Regions from separate parts of the Mus musculus genome. Here all the other regions are linked to region 2. Evidence: chromatin contacts called from public HiChIP or PLAC-seq data. All regions are on one chromosome and are shown on one strand. The core of a region is the stretch at or near the end of the contact, and the rest is flanking DNA. Distances in the headings are between cores, read along the strand shown. Region 1 holds the start of 4833422M21Rik (RIKEN cDNA 4833422M21 gene). Region 2 holds the start of Ano6 (anoctamin 6). Region 3 overlaps Gm38469 (spidroin-2). Region 4 overlaps Gm38469 (spidroin-2). Region 5 has its middle 110 kb from the start of 2610037D02Rik.

What was found. HiChIP or PLAC-seq counts read pairs in DNA pulled down with a chosen protein or histone mark.
Region 1: a contact with region 2 is called in an H3K27ac HiChIP or PLAC-seq map of double positive thymocytes, with 5 times the contacts expected there. The contact joins the promoter of 4833422M21Rik here to the promoter of Ano6 in region 2. A contact is called at or near these places in 11 of 39 promoter capture datasets (the C10 cell line, the SN4741 cell line, cranial neural crest and 7 more), 1 of 484 Hi-C or Micro-C datasets (embryonic stem cells), 15 of 115 datasets of contacts at active chromatin or transcription factors (acute myeloid leukemia, craniofacial prominence, double positive thymocytes and 9 more) and 1 of 9 other capture datasets (pancreatic islet).
Region 3: an H3K27ac HiChIP or PLAC-seq map of embryonic stem cells shows a contact between it and region 2, with 3 times the contacts expected there. The contact joins the enhancer-like site here to the promoter of Ano6 in region 2. A contact is called at or near these places in 14 of 39 promoter capture datasets (the 3T3-L1 cell line, the HPC-7 cell line, HPC-7-derived erythroid cells and 10 more), 4 of 484 Hi-C or Micro-C datasets (cortical neurons, embryonic stem cells and ventral hippocampal neurons), 12 of 115 datasets of contacts at active chromatin or transcription factors (acute myeloid leukemia, embryonic basal ganglia, embryonic forebrain and 6 more) and 1 of 9 other capture datasets (embryonic stem cells).
Region 4: a contact with region 2 is called in an H3K4me3 HiChIP or PLAC-seq map of neural tube, with 3 times the contacts expected there. The contact joins the enhancer-like site here to the promoter of Ano6 in region 2. A contact is called at or near these places in 4 of 39 promoter capture datasets (cranial neural crest, embryonic stem cells, hippocampal neurons and 1 more), 1 of 484 Hi-C or Micro-C datasets (myocytes), 13 of 115 datasets of contacts at active chromatin or transcription factors (astrocytes, bone marrow-derived macrophages, embryonic forebrain and 9 more) and 1 of 9 other capture datasets (pancreatic islet).
Region 5: an H3K4me3 HiChIP or PLAC-seq map of embryonic forebrain shows a contact between it and region 2, with 4 times the contacts expected there. The contact joins the enhancer-like site here to the promoter of Ano6 in region 2. A contact is called at or near these places in 7 of 39 promoter capture datasets (the C10 cell line, the HPC-7 cell line, hippocampal neurons and 3 more), 1 of 484 Hi-C or Micro-C datasets (nephron progenitors) and 3 of 115 datasets of contacts at active chromatin or transcription factors (differentiating embryonic stem cells, embryonic forebrain and large pre-B cells).

Annotation. Positions count from the first base shown.
Region 1 is chr15:96,253,195-96,256,012 of GRCm38.p6, forward strand. It overlaps 4833422M21Rik (RIKEN cDNA 4833422M21 gene), which reads right to left and starts at 1,490. Exons shown (of 3, transcript NR_130160.1): 1 at 1,270-1,490; 2 at 670-808. All of the region lies in intron 1 of Gm38469 (spidroin-2), which reads right to left.
Region 2 is chr15:95,789,490-95,792,189 of GRCm38.p6, forward strand. Ano6 (anoctamin 6) reads left to right here and starts at 1,354. Exons shown (of 20, transcript NM_175344.4): 1 at 1,354-1,567. The coding sequence starts at 1,495. The region is part of intron 1 of A130051J06Rik (a long non-coding RNA gene); the gene reads right to left.
Region 3 is chr15:96,178,336-96,181,035 of GRCm38.p6, forward strand. The region is part of intron 1 of Gm38469 (spidroin-2); the gene reads right to left. Among named protein-coding and RNA genes, the nearest start is that of 2610037D02Rik, 18 kb to the right of the region's middle. Within about 2 kb of position 1,361, at least 28 of the 459 cell types and tissues checked have an H3K27ac peak or open chromatin away from gene starts, as enhancers often do. A contact at or near this core is called in cortical neurons, embryonic stem cells, epiblast stem cells and 1 more, where this site is marked.
Region 4 is chr15:96,133,993-96,136,692 of GRCm38.p6, forward strand. It overlaps Gm38469 (spidroin-2), which reads right to left. Exons shown (of 3, transcript XM_011245785.3): 3 at 825-1,536. Among named protein-coding and RNA genes, the nearest start is that of 2610037D02Rik, 63 kb to the right of the region's middle. Within about 2 kb of position 1,334, at least 25 of the 459 cell types and tissues checked have an H3K27ac peak or open chromatin away from gene starts, as enhancers often do. A contact at or near this core is called in neural tube, where this site is marked.
Region 5 is chr15:96,088,356-96,091,070 of GRCm38.p6, forward strand. No RefSeq gene overlaps it. Among named protein-coding and RNA genes, the nearest start is that of 2610037D02Rik, 110 kb to the right of the region's middle. Within about 2 kb of position 1,431, at least 3 of the 459 cell types and tissues checked have an H3K27ac peak or open chromatin away from gene starts, as enhancers often do.

The DNA of each region.
Region 1 (2,818 bases), core at 240-2,739, 460 kb after region 2:
CTGTCATTTACCTATGGCTACATCTGTCTCCTTTATCCAGAGACAGTCCTTTATGTTGCCCCCTCCCAGGACAAATAAATACTCTTTTTTCTGCCCCTTTTCTCCCTTCCCCTTCTCCCTCATCCTCTATCTCCTGTTTTTGTCTCTTATTCCCTACCCTTTGACCTTCCGGAGCAAATAAACCTCCTTTGTGTTGAGAACTTGATCTTGGGGTGTCTTGAGCAGATACTGATTGCCACACATTTTGTGAGACACCTACACAATTCTGGAGGGTCGTTGCCGACTTCAAAGTGGCTAGCCTTTCTCTGTGCCCTGGCTACTGCCAGGGTCAGTGTCCACCTGCCCTGAAGACTGTTTCCCTCTGCCCTCTATTCTGTCCCAGCCTCAGAACCTCACACAAAAACGGGTCCCATGCTTCCAACTGGCCAACAGCCCTCACCTACTGATGTATCTCAGGGGTTGCTATTCAAACACCACCGTGGCCTTAGGCCTTCTTGGGATTCTCTGAGTCATCTATTTTTAACTCCTGCCCAGTTTCCCCGTGGAATGAAACTCCAGCTGCTTAATGGAATAGCTGAGAGGGTACAGTCTCCATTGGGAGAGAGAGAGAGTGAGAGAGAGAGAGAGAGAGAGAGAGAGAGAGAGATCACAAAACAAAAACCAACCAACCTCTGATGGTTAATCTTTGACAAGTTGACTGGATTTAGAGTCAGCAGAGCACACCTGAGGTGTCTATGAGGGAGGGCATTTCAGAACGGTGGAAAGAGCCGTTCTGAAGGCAGAGCATACCATCCAGTGGCCAGGAGTCCTGCCCAGAATAAAGAGGAGAAAGTGAGCCCAAGGTTCAGCCCTCTTTTCAGGATACAAAGTGTCAAGCGGCCTCAAGCTCCTGCTGAGGGACTTCCTGACAGGATGAGCTCTCCTGGCTATCCCCGGAGCCAAAACAAACTCTTCCTCAAGTTCTTTTGTGAGGCATTTCTCCTCTCTGCCCGCCCCTCCCCCCGCCCCCCAATTCCAATCCCGACAGTACAAGGAAAGGCAGGACTGCAGAAGCCCCCCCGCCCCCCAAGAAGGAAACCTAAGAGGCACACCTGCTTTAAGAGTTCTTGGCGTCCAAGTTCTCACATTCACGTAGAGAAGAGCCAACAAAGTAAGAAAGCTGAAAGCATTTAAACAGCTCTGCCCCAATCTGAGTATTAGGTTTGCTAAAAGTGTTTTGTTCCTTGTTGGGAGGATGGCGAGGGACGCTCTGGGAGCGGACTGACTTACCCGCACGGGCCTCTGGGAAACACACAGATGCACTCGAGATCCACGTATTGTATCATCTCATGAGGACTTAGATGTTTGAAGTTGTATGTTTTGAAAATGTTATTCTAAACTTGCCACGTAATAAAAGACCCGCAGCAGATGACTGCAGCTCTCCCGCAGCTCTCCCAGTTTAAATAGGTATTGCATGGCAAGCGCCTCCTCCCCAACGCGTGCGGTGTCAGGCTGGGGGCTGGGAAGAACACACGGAATAATACCGTGTATTCTCCGACTTCAAATCTGGGAGCCCTGGTGCTGCTTTGTCAGGAGGCAGTATCAGTGAAATCTACTTTTCAGATCTTTTCAAAACCAGATGAGCATGCTAGATTTTTCTTTTAAATCAACTGCTAATGGACTCCTTTTGTCCACATGTTTTAATGCCAATGTCAAATACTATATTTTTATGCTTTTTTTTTTTTAATCCCAAAGGTGGAAGAAAAAAAGCATAAGGCTAGAGAGATGGTTCAACAGCATTACTGGCCACTCAACCGGAGGACTCAGGTTCAATTCCCAGCACCCACAGTATCTTAACAACCATCTGTAACTCCAGGTCCAGCTCTGATGCCCCTTTGGACCTCAGGCAGGAGGCTTGTGTGTGGTACATGGACATACATGCAAGCAAAACAACCACACACATACAACTTTTGTAATTAAAAGAAAAAAATGCGCTTTCTCTTAAAATCCATGTGAGTTACATTTTAAATCCTATTATGAAACTTGTAAACAGTTTGTGCTTGGCTGCATACTAAATAAAATGTAATTTAACAGTTTCCTTAGCTCCTGCTCAGATCTCAGGGTCCAAGGGACTCTCTCAGAGGACAGGGAGTCGATTCAACCATAGTTTATCACCTTGGGGCACTAATGGTCATTTTCAGTGACCCCCCTCGCCCCAATCTTTCCTAGATCTATGAGAAAAGAATAACTCTCACACTTAAATGGGTTTAAACGCACACAGCTGTGCAGGAGGGCATAAACGCTCCTTGCGAAACCAAGTCATAGGCACTTGAACGCAAGCTTTCTGGAAGCGACTCAACAGTGAGGAGCCAGCTGCACTCAAGAGGACAAGATAAAGGCAAACTAATTTAAGCTACATTTCAGGGTTTTTGTTTTTGTTTTTGTTTTGTCTTTTGAAAGAATACTTTGAGCCCTCTTTAATGTTTTTTTTAAAAAAAAACATGCATTTTTATGTTTTACTAAGAGTGAAGCAGAGCAGACTGAGTTCTTTTGACTATCTTTGTTTTTCCTTCTGATTTAAACAAAATGCTACCTCAATCCAATCAAGCAGACAGGATGACTGACACATACTCCTAAGAGTAAGGTCCCAAGTGATGGCTGATTCTAACATTAATGTTTTCTGGGGCTAAGAGAGGTTCTGGGGCTAGGAAGAAAATTGTTTCTCTTCCAGAAGACTCAAGTCAGCCCTTACCACATAAGTCACGACTGCCTATAATTTCAGCTCCATGGGATCCAATACCCTCTTCTAGACTCAGAAGGCACATGCACACACGCACAC
Region 2 (2,700 bases), core at 104-2,603:
TGAAACAGTGGCAGTAACTCCTAGGCAGAGATGAAGCGACCACTGTAAAAACTTTTAGTACCGGACTCAGCGGACTCAGCGCACGAAAATCGCCATGGCTAAATGAAGATGGAAACTTCCTCCTGCAACCCACACACCTCTGGAACCGAGAGTTCACTAAAGCCTTCCCTTCCCTTCTCAGTTCCCAGTCTGTCCTGAAGCCGAGTTTTGCTTCAGAGTCCCCCTGCTTCGGCCTCTGGAGGGCTGGCATTATAGGTCATAACTGGTATTACAGGTCGCAGATGGCATTTCAGGCCATAGGGGTCATTGCTAGCATTACTGGTCCCGGCCTCTCTTCCTCTCTCTCCCTCTCATAGTCTCCTCATCTTCTCAAGATCTCCAGAGTTCTGCACTTACTTTTCATGTTACAAGTAGTCTTCTTTGGTAAAAACCGGAGCTTAAGGAGCAAGGAGAGCGTCTCCTGGACGTTTTCTCTAATTTGTACTGTCCTTTAGTGCATATTCGTGATTAAATTCCTGCGTTATTATTGATCGCAATGTTTTTTCCCTTCAAGTGAGAACATTAACTATGAGGTTGGGACTATAGATAAGTGGAGAGTACTCCCTTAGCACGCCAGGGGTGCTGGGCTGGACTCCTAGCATCTGAGAGGCGAAAGAGGAAAAGGGTAAGAATATAAAAGAATAAAACACACAGTGGATGTAGTAGTGTCTTGTCATTGAACATTGACTAGGAACGGGCTCAGGAGGCAAGTGCTTCTCCAGGGAGTGAGCGACAACCCGGGCACTGCAGGGAAGCCACCATTCACCAGCGTCCTTGAGAGCAGCTGTGCAGACCCAAGGACTTGGTACTCCCGCCGCATCTGCGCCCCAGTCCTTGGGTTGTCAGGGCGGCATTCCTTCACTCTCTACCGTCATTTCCCCCTTTCGTTTCTTTGTCCTTCCTGGTACTACAGTTTCCCATATTGTCTTATTAAAGAGTTTACACGTAGCTATGGCGTGTTTTGTTCGGCCTAGTTCCGGGGCTTGGAGGGCACCCCGCGACCACTCCCCGCATGTGCTCCTTCGGGCGGGGGCACAGGGGCTCTCCGTGCGCACGTGTGTCGTTTTCCTCCCCCACACTAAGCGGGCACCTTGCAACGTCTCGTCATTCTGCAGATTAAAGACCCTCGTGAGCTCATAGAAGCCGGCCTGCCTCTGCGGCTGCAGCGCTCCCCGCAGGCGCGGCGCGGCTCGCCCGGCTTCTGCCACTCCCCTTCCCCCAACCCCCCCAGCCCGACTTCCTCCCAGGCTCCTCGCAGCCGGGGCGGTTTGATCTGGGGCGGGAGCGGCGGCGTCCCTCTGGGCATGCTCAGTCGCAGGCTGAGCAGCGCCTGCTGAAGCAGAGCGCGGGCGGAGCGCAGCGGGGCAGTGCCGAGAGGGCAGAGCGGAGCTTGCGGCCCGAGCCGAGCGGAGCCGAGCGGAGCCGAGAGCAGCCGAGTGACGGTCTCCGGGAGACATGCAGATGATGACTAGGAAGGTCCTGCTGAACATGGAGCTGGAGGAGGACGACGATGAGGATGGAGACATTGGTGAGTGCCGGAACCGGGGCCAGGGCAAGGGGGATCCGGGGCGGACGCCTCTGCGCGGAAGCCGAACCTCCCAAGCAACTTCGGGTCTTTTTCCTGCGTCCGCTCCGGGCGGTGTTTTGGGGGCCCCTGCTCCCGGGTTCACGACACACCTGAGCCGGATTCTCCGAGGCCACAGGCTGCGCCGCTGCACCAGCCCGCAGAGACACAAACAAAAGGGCTGGAGCCGCGGGCGCGGGGCAGGGACGCGGGGCGACGCCGGGCGGAGGACCGTGGCACGTTTCCATCAGGCCTCCTGGATGTCAAAATGTTCCCTCTCAAGGCCTCCAAACACTTTACAAAGTAAATTTAGGAGTTGGGTGTGGCTTTTCCTTCCTTTCAGGTTTTGCTCACAGACCAATCAAAGGAATTTGGTAACTCCCAGGTCTAGACGAACTTGGGAATTCCACGCCGCGATTTAGCCTTGGCCTTTCATTGTGACAGCGGTTTATCAGGCACTCCTCTTTGTGGAGAGAGCAAATAGTATTCCTTTTTAAGGAGAGGAGAAAAGTGTGCCCAGGTTAGCCTTCCTGGAGCCTCACACTGTCAAGTAGAAGTTTCTGATTTCCCAGAGTTGAGCAAGTTAAGGCTCTGCACCTGGCGGCTGATTGGGTAAAGGATGTAGGATGCTCTTGTCTCATGAGACTGAACAGTTAAGTGACCGTTTACATAAAATACCACCCACGGGAGCAGCGTTAAAAAGTTACACTCGTATTAGCACAGTTAGTTTCTTAGGGAAATATTCTTGTCTGTCATAGTGAGGCACTCAAGTGAGATCCAGCCGGAATAGAAATTGACATAAGCAAGAGGCTCTGAGTGTAAGCCCTTGCTGCCCTCAGATTTCAATTTAGAAAGAAAATCTAATTTGGTCTAGCCTCTGTTACATGATAGGCATCATAGGTTGTCTTCAGACCCTGCCAGTAGGCTGGCTTTGCTTTTACTGACCCATGTAATTCATGCTTGTTCCACGAAGTAAAACAGCCGATGTAGTTAACTACCTCTGCCTCTTCTTACTGTAGCCTCCAGTATTTAGATTCATACTTTAGATAGCAGACAGCCTGTTTGGACAGGCAACGTTTAAGCAGGTCCTGGCAATT
Region 3 (2,700 bases), core at 111-2,610, 390 kb after region 2:
TCTCTTCGCAGCCAGTGTGACTTTTATCCCATGTGAGAGCACCAAAACTTTCTAACTTCTCTAAGGGAAAAAAAACTCAAAACCCTCCTTTTCTTTCTGTGAGGAATTCTACCTGAACATTTTCCTCCCTAGTTCACAACAAGCCAGGACAGAGAGCTATGACTGTACCCACAGCATGGGGCTTTCTCCTTATGGAAGTGATCTGCCCCAGGGAACATGTGTGTGCTTTTCTTCGAAGGAAGAAGGCAAATAATAGACTTAATTAGCTCAGCGCTTTTCTTGAAATGCTTCTGAAAGCACATGACAGATCTCCATATTCAAACTACCGCCCACACTTGGATTCTACACTGTTTTCTCAAAAGGGGAAATGTACTGATTTATAAACAGAGCTGCTTATAAATACATGCAGTTATTTTTATTTTGTTTTCTATGCTAGATACGGCTTTTGCCTATATATAAGTGAGGGAGGAAACAGCCTTTACAAGGGAAAATTTGTAATTCATTGCTGACAAATCCTGCTAATCATATGGAATAAATGAGTGTACTGTCAACAGTGACGAGGGCTTCCGCTGCCCGGTGCATGCATAATTGACTTCTTTTAATGGATCTTAACACAGACTGCTTGAATAGCTAATTCTTCATACTGTAGCCTTGTAAGAATGTCTTGAGGTTGGTTCGAGTCTAGCCTCTTACCCCTTCAACCATAATGCTGTATATAGCCTCTGAGACACAAGGTATTATTTGTGTTTTCTGGTATCTGTTTGCCCTCTAAAGCCCCAATTACTTAAAACCTTAAAAATATTGTGTGTATGATAGCAACCCTTTCCACAGTCTTCACAGGACACACTCTTTTTCTGTATTTGGCGTATAAAATGTCAACTAGAATCACAGCCGTAAAGGCTTCTCAAAGAGAGGCGAGACTCTAGCAACAACCACTGGGCTCATAGCTGAGGAGTTTTGGGTACTTCAACCTTTTTCTGCAGCATAGAGCCCTCATCTGTAAGTCATAGTAATGACACCTCTGGGAATTGCGGTAGTATAAAATGATTTAATATATACCTGTCACTTAGAACAATATATAATGCTCGATAAATACCACCTGTTATGATCATCAAAACATTGACAAGCCAGTGTTTGAAGTAAGTTCAAGCTTTAAAATAGAAAACAACAACAAAAATCACAACATGAAAGTTTCCTTTCAGCTGTTAATGTATTCTATGAGCAGCCATTACAGTACCTTGAAAGAAAAGGGACAGGAGGAGAGGAGGAGGAAAAAGGGAGCACTCCTAGGAGCAGGAAGGGTGTTGTGGATGGCCTTAGTGATGCCTGTATTTTGATGTTAATTCTGCTTTCCCAACAGGGGTTGTCTGGAATGAGGAATGAGTCACATACTCAAGTGACTTCTTATGAACCTTCCCTGAATGGATAAAGGAGCCAATCACTGGGCGAGTAGGCGGGACTTCCGGGTTGGAGAGAGAAAGCAGGAAAGAGTTAGGGGTCTTTATGAATAGGGATAACGAGAGGGTAAGATGTAGCTACTAGTGTCTCCCAGCTTATATGGCGAATCTGCCAGATTTTCTACCCAAGGATTTAGATTTAAAATGACTTACAAGATTAGGATTCTAGTTGTTGTGTGCAATGATTGAGTTACCATTGTTTCTGAACTAAGTTTGTGTTACATTTTCCTTCATGCGGTGCTTTGACTGGGTTCAAGAGAGAAAGGTACTGTAGGCTAAGCGTGGGTTTGGCAGATGTGCACCACAAAGGCTGTGGGGGATTTGAAGCATGGGGCTGTTGTGGTAGGGACCCACCAGTGGGAACTTAGCGAGCTGGGCGGAGAAATTTTGGAGCTCTGAGTCAGAGAGTCTCCACAAGATAAGAACTGGCCAGCGAGACTTCCCAGGGCTGAGAGAAACTGGGTGTATCACAGGAAAATACCATATCTTTTAAATGTTTCCCAAAACACAAGGGGGTGTTGTCATCCCTTTAGAGATGTAGTGAACACTGGCTCAGTTAGGGAGGACCACCCACAGAAGTACCAGCCACTCCTCCCAGATGAATGAGTTAAGCAAACGATTGTCATAAGTCTTTATAGAAATAAGCAAAGCAAACCATTTCCTTCTTCTGTCCATGCAGAAGAGTTACTAAAATTCTTTTCTGGGAAACATTAGCAATGTCTACCCCTTCTCCTAAGGTCCTAGTGACAAACTGAAGCATGATTCTGCCAACGTGCTCTCTGGGGATCCAATAAGTTTATCGAGCATCCTTAGAAAGCATAGGTCAGGGGTTATTTACAGGGCAGAGGGTGTCCCTCCTCTAACAGGCTGGATCTGAAGCCTTTACCCAGCAGGCATGAGGGCTTCCTCTTAGCCTCCCCAAGTCTTCCCTGACCTATAAACTCCAACCCCTCCCAGATGCCACATGCAATTACAGGCTATAGGGAGGAGTTGGACACTTGGAAGAGCATCCCGTGGTCCCCTCCCCCTCCCCCCTTCTTGAAGATATCAACCGTCAGCAGGTCCAGCTGGCATCATCGTTTTCTGGATGGGCACAGCTGTACTCCAAGATGGCAGTTGTGTGTCTCAAAAAAAAAAAAAAACAAAAACAAAAACAAAAACAAACAAACAAACAAAAAAAACAGTCCCGTTCAACAAGCAGCTTTTCCAAATAGCTTTAAATAGCCCAGCAATTATCTCTCAC
Region 4 (2,700 bases), core at 84-2,583, 340 kb after region 2:
GGACCCGTGTTTATTATCCTGAGGGAGGAGGGGCTTGTTTGTGTAGAGCTTAGAGTATGCAATCCTCCAACAGCTATAGTAGGCCAGCCTGCGGTGGTTCTATCTTTATTCGTGGCTTCTCACAAAGCACCAATCAGTAAGCAGAGACCCTGACGGGAACCAGATATCCATCCAGGCTGACCCTTGGTGACCTTTGCAAGCCAGTGGAGTCGCCATGTCCCAGCAATTCACACTTTCCAAACCAGCATGACCAGCTGCAGGCCAAGTGTTAGTCATAACTAATCTATCAAAAGAGGGGCATGGTACATCCAAATATAACAGGATCTTTGTTGTCCTGGCACCTAAAAACCCAGCTAGGAACGCCAATTCCATCTGAAACATCTTCGCTTTGCTGGGAGACTTAGCATCGTGACAAGCGCTGGGGACTGAGGCACGAGCTTCTCAGACAGGCCATTATTCTTCCTAGCACGCGTTATTTACTTATTTGTTATTTATAACAAATTCGAACTTTAAAATATTGTAGCTACAAAACTCATTCTATCAGGGCCCTCCTGGATGATTCAGGAGATAAAGAGCTCACCACCAAGCCCGAGGGCCGGATTCTGTCCCTGGGAGACACGTGGTAGGAGAGCACTGATTCCACAAGATTGCCTCTGACTTCCATGAACACCCTACACATGCGCCCATCATATGCTAACTAAATAAATAAAGTAAAAAGTTTATTACGTCTGATTTCTCTGGTGACTCTGAAGTTGATGAACAACGCCAGTAATTTAAAACACACACATACACACAAATAAAATAAAATAAAACCTTCAAGAGCATTCATTTATATATTTTTAATTTATTTGGAAAACTTAAAACGATTACTAAGAAAAAGTTTTTTTTTAAAGAAAAATGTCTATAACCCAAGCACGCACAACTGTTACATATTGACACATTACCTTCAACCCTTTTTTTTGCATTTTTCCACATAATTGATACAAATGTTTATGTTGCTAAACACGGTTATATCAGTATTTGCAGTTTATAAGCTCTGTCGATTTTTAAGTTGCAATGGCTGCAGATGACAACTGCAGCAGCAAGTGGCCATTCACTTGGCCACTACCGTCAGACATTTGACGTATTAAACACAGTGAAGGACAACAGACTATAAACCTCTTTTTAGCGCTCACAATTATTTACATCTCCAGCTACTTCTTCAAGTGAGGTGCTTGGAACAGCATGGGCCAAAGGGAATGAATAAATTTGTTGACGGATGCAAGGCTTCACACAGCAGGCTGTTTGCCTGCCCTCCAGCTCCACACCAGCGCTTCTTTCAACACACCCGGAGCGGGTGCTGGGCACCCTCTTTCCTCTCTCAGTTAATTTCAGTTGAAACAAGCATCTCATTGTTCCCAGGAACATCTCTTTTGGAGCATGTGTGTGTCTGAACATTCCTTCACGTGTCTGCCCGGCAGCTGTCTTGCTCCATGTGTGTGCTGTCCCCGCAGAAAGGTCATCCCCATTTTTTCAAACCCGGTTAAGGGTATACAGCTAAATACAAGAGCGCGTAGATTTCAACAGGTCCTTGGACATTCTTTCCCGTTCTTACCCAGCTCGAAGTTCCTAGTCCTTATCAGATTCTCCCAGGGCTGCGCTCACCTAGGGTTTTCTCAAAACCGGCTTTCTTTCCCTGTCCCTACCTGCTCTGTGGGTTTCAAACTGTTTGCTAGGTCAGCTCAGTTGCAGGGGCTGGACTGACCACCCTTCCTACAGACCTCTCCAGCCTACTGCCTCCCCCACCCCTCTGACACCCCCCTCCAGCTGCCTTCTCACCCCTCCCCCGCCCTCTCACCCCTTCCCTCCCCCTCCTACCCCTCGCCCACCTCACCACCCTTCCCCCACCCACACACAGATAATTTCGTCTAGTGCTTCTCGGCTATCTTCACTAGGTCACTTTCTCGAGAGAGGAGAATGAGTCAGCCAGCTGCACCAGGTGGATAAGGAAGCCAGGTGGTTACGTCTGGGGTAACCATTCCATCAGACCTAGTTCAGACCTGTGCTTCACCTACAACAGGCTGGTGTCTCTGGCTTGCCCTGAGGGCTCTGTGGTGGAAACTGGCTGCCACTTTTGATGATGTCCTCTAGGAAAAGAAAGTAGACTTCTGTTGTCCCTTTTTTTTTTTTTTTAGATTTATTTATTTATTTATTTTATGTATGTGAATACACACTGTAGCTGTACAGATAGTTGTGGGTCTTCGCCTGGTTGTTGGGAATTGAATTTAGGACCTCTGCTCGCTCTGACCTAAAGATTTATTTATTATTATACGTAAGTACACTGTAGCTGACTTCAGATGCACCAGAAGAGGGCATCAGATCTCATTATGGGTGGTTGTGAGCCACCATGTGGTTTCTGGGATTTGAACTCAGGACCTTTGGAAGGGCAGTCAGTGCTCTTACCCACTGAACCATCTCACCAGCCCTCCCCTAGCCCCCCCCCCTTCCTTTTTATTGTAACATTGTTGCAATTCTCTACTTGCTTTTCATCCTGTGACATTTTATGTGATGCCTCTCAACGACTGGTTTTGTACTTAATGGTATGTGAAGGTGACACATTCAGAATGGTGTTTCTTTCTTCCTCTTCATCCTGGAGACCCACACTCTTCCTGGCTTTCACTCCTTCCTTCCTTCTTCCTTTTTTCCTTCCTCCCTCCTTCC
Region 5 (2,715 bases), core at 181-2,680, 300 kb after region 2:
TTCAGCCTCTGCTGCGGGAGCACAGGTGCAAGTCCTGAAAGCAAGGCTAGCGCTTGGTAACTGGTAGGATACAAAGTAGAAAAGAAAGAGCTCCTTGCAACCCCACAGCCTCTAAGTAAATCTCTATTTGGCTTAACTGTTGCATTCAAGTTGGGCTACCTGTGATGAATTGTCTTGCCCATGCTATGTACTGTGTGCCCTGTGGGACCACAGAGATTTCAGCCTCTCACTTCTTGGAGCTTACTGTTACCTAGAATAAAAGCTAAACAAGTAATCGCAACATTATGACTAATATGAAAGGGTTAGGAGAACAAAACTAACGAAACAAAGGTGATGGTCAAAAGGAAGACTTCCGTGTTGTTGGGAGGACACAGATCAACTTTAGGGTGCTCTCTTTGGGAGCTTTATTTATTTATTTATTTTTTTGAGATGGGGTCTCTCAGTAAGACCTGGAACTCACTATGATACTAGAAATGGCTGACCAGTGATTCCCAGGGACCCTCCTGTCTCCACCTCCCCAGAGCTATGATCACAGGCTCACCACACCTCACCTGGCAATTTGGACTGACCTGGGCATTGAGCTCCTCATAGCTACTGGGAAACACTTTTCTGACTGAGCTATCGCCCGGCCCTAAAGTCCTATATGAGAAATGACATATGAAAAACAGAGACTTAGAGAATTAGTATCAAAAGTTGGAAAGAACATTTTACTGAGAGAAAGGAACTCTGAAGGTGACATACAAAACCTGAGGGGTGACCCTTTAGGAGGCAGTGACCACACCACTCTCAGACAACACAAAGCATTCTGCCATGGTATTTATATGTAGCTTTGATTTTTTTTTTCAAAGCCTACTTTTAATGATGGTTCTTAAATACTTTAACCTCCCTTCTAGCCCACCACCCACCAGAGGTAGTGGAAAAGAAAGGTTATTATTAGGATACGGGGGAAGTAGATCTGTTTAGAAAGGTTCTTTGGAGCAAATCTCATCTGTGTTGTCAAGAAATCAGCAGTTCAGTTCACAGGTCAGCAGCGGCAGCTCGATCCACTTGCAAACAACTCACAGATACACCAGCAGTCCAATTTGGCAGAGTAAGGATAGCAGACATGAATCAACAGCAGTGGCACAACCTAGCAGAGACAGTCAGGCCTCAGCAGAATCAGCACAAGTTACCAGGACCACCAGGGATGCCAGGAGAAGTTCTGTGCCATGCCTCTCTCAATGAAGCAAAGATCATCAGAGACCCAAGAGATGGAGAGCTAGCTCTACCAGCAAGCCCCTCTCACAGTCTGTTGAGTCCTATTTATACTCCCTTCAAACATCATGTGTCGCCTACGGGTCTTGCCTCAGCACATGACATCACTCTGCCGATTGGCCTGAGTCCGTGGAAGTGCAGGAAAATGCCAGAACAATACTATAAGTTTCTTGGTGCGTTTCTCTCTTTGGAGTCCTGACAAGTGGTACTCAACTATGGAATGTAAGACAGACCAATACGTGTGTCGCTAGCAAAGAATCCTTCATCACAAGTCCTTTCACGTGCTTGCTTTAGCAAAATATCCTTTCACTTGCATCCACTTCAGGAAAACACTCCTTCACATGTTTGCCCTAGCAAAACACCATATGACACAAATGACTTTCCAAAGAACCCTTAAGTCTTTCCACTTCAATGGTAAGAATTCTAGACCTTAGAGTGGGGCAAGGTCACCCGCAGATGTTCAAGTTTCAGCTGTGAAGAGAGAATTCTGGTGGTGTTATAAAGGACCAAAGAGCAGAAACAGTGGTTGAAAGGTTATGAAGCCGATTGGAGTCACCTAGGACAGGGGTCAGCCAACTTCTCACAGACAAGGTCTGTGTCGGTGAGTGGTGGGCAGTGAGCCGCAGGTCTGAGTTGATGAGTGGCAATGTACTGGACCTCAGCCACACCCATCTGCTTAAGCACTGTATGGATGCTTTTGTGCTACAGTGGCCAAGCTGAACATTTGCCTGGATGACCGTTTGCCCTTCGTTGTCAAAATCACCGTTTGTATCTTTACCAAACAAATTGGCAGCCCTTACTCTATCCGAGGGAAGCTGGTAGTTTGGATGAGAACTACGCAGATGGAAGATACAAGAGAGGCATGAGATGTACTGAGAGGTTACATTCAGGAGCTGAAGGAGAGAGATGAATACTGACTTTTAAACATATAACATTGGGAAAGCAGGTTTGGGAGACAATCTTCCCTGGAGGCAACCTTGATTTAAGCCTCGTGGAGGACACTGTACACTCAGCTTCCCAGATACAGAAAGTGCATGGCCTGGGGGCTTGTCTTGTAACTCATAGACAAGTGGTATACAATAAAGTCTCTCTGCCTCAACCAACCATGTCTTGTTTTACCAAATGAAGCTTCTCATCCTAATACTGGGTTACATCTAATTGAGTTGTTGCCAAACAGATCCCATGAGAATCCCCAAACAACCACGGTATTGCCAAGACTATAGTTTGCTCTCCATAACTGATGAAAAGGCCACATCTCTGAATATGGAAACATCTAGTTGGTGACTACGTAGCATTTTCACCCCTACATTCCAGTGTCTTTGGTACAGGAAGGTCTACGCCCTACCAAAAGAAATATGTAAACACCAACCCAGCTACAGCTCCATGGAGGGGCAACAAATGTATCCCACCTGCAAGATATGTTAGTGTAACGATGGCACAAAGCTTGTGGGTGCAACTAAC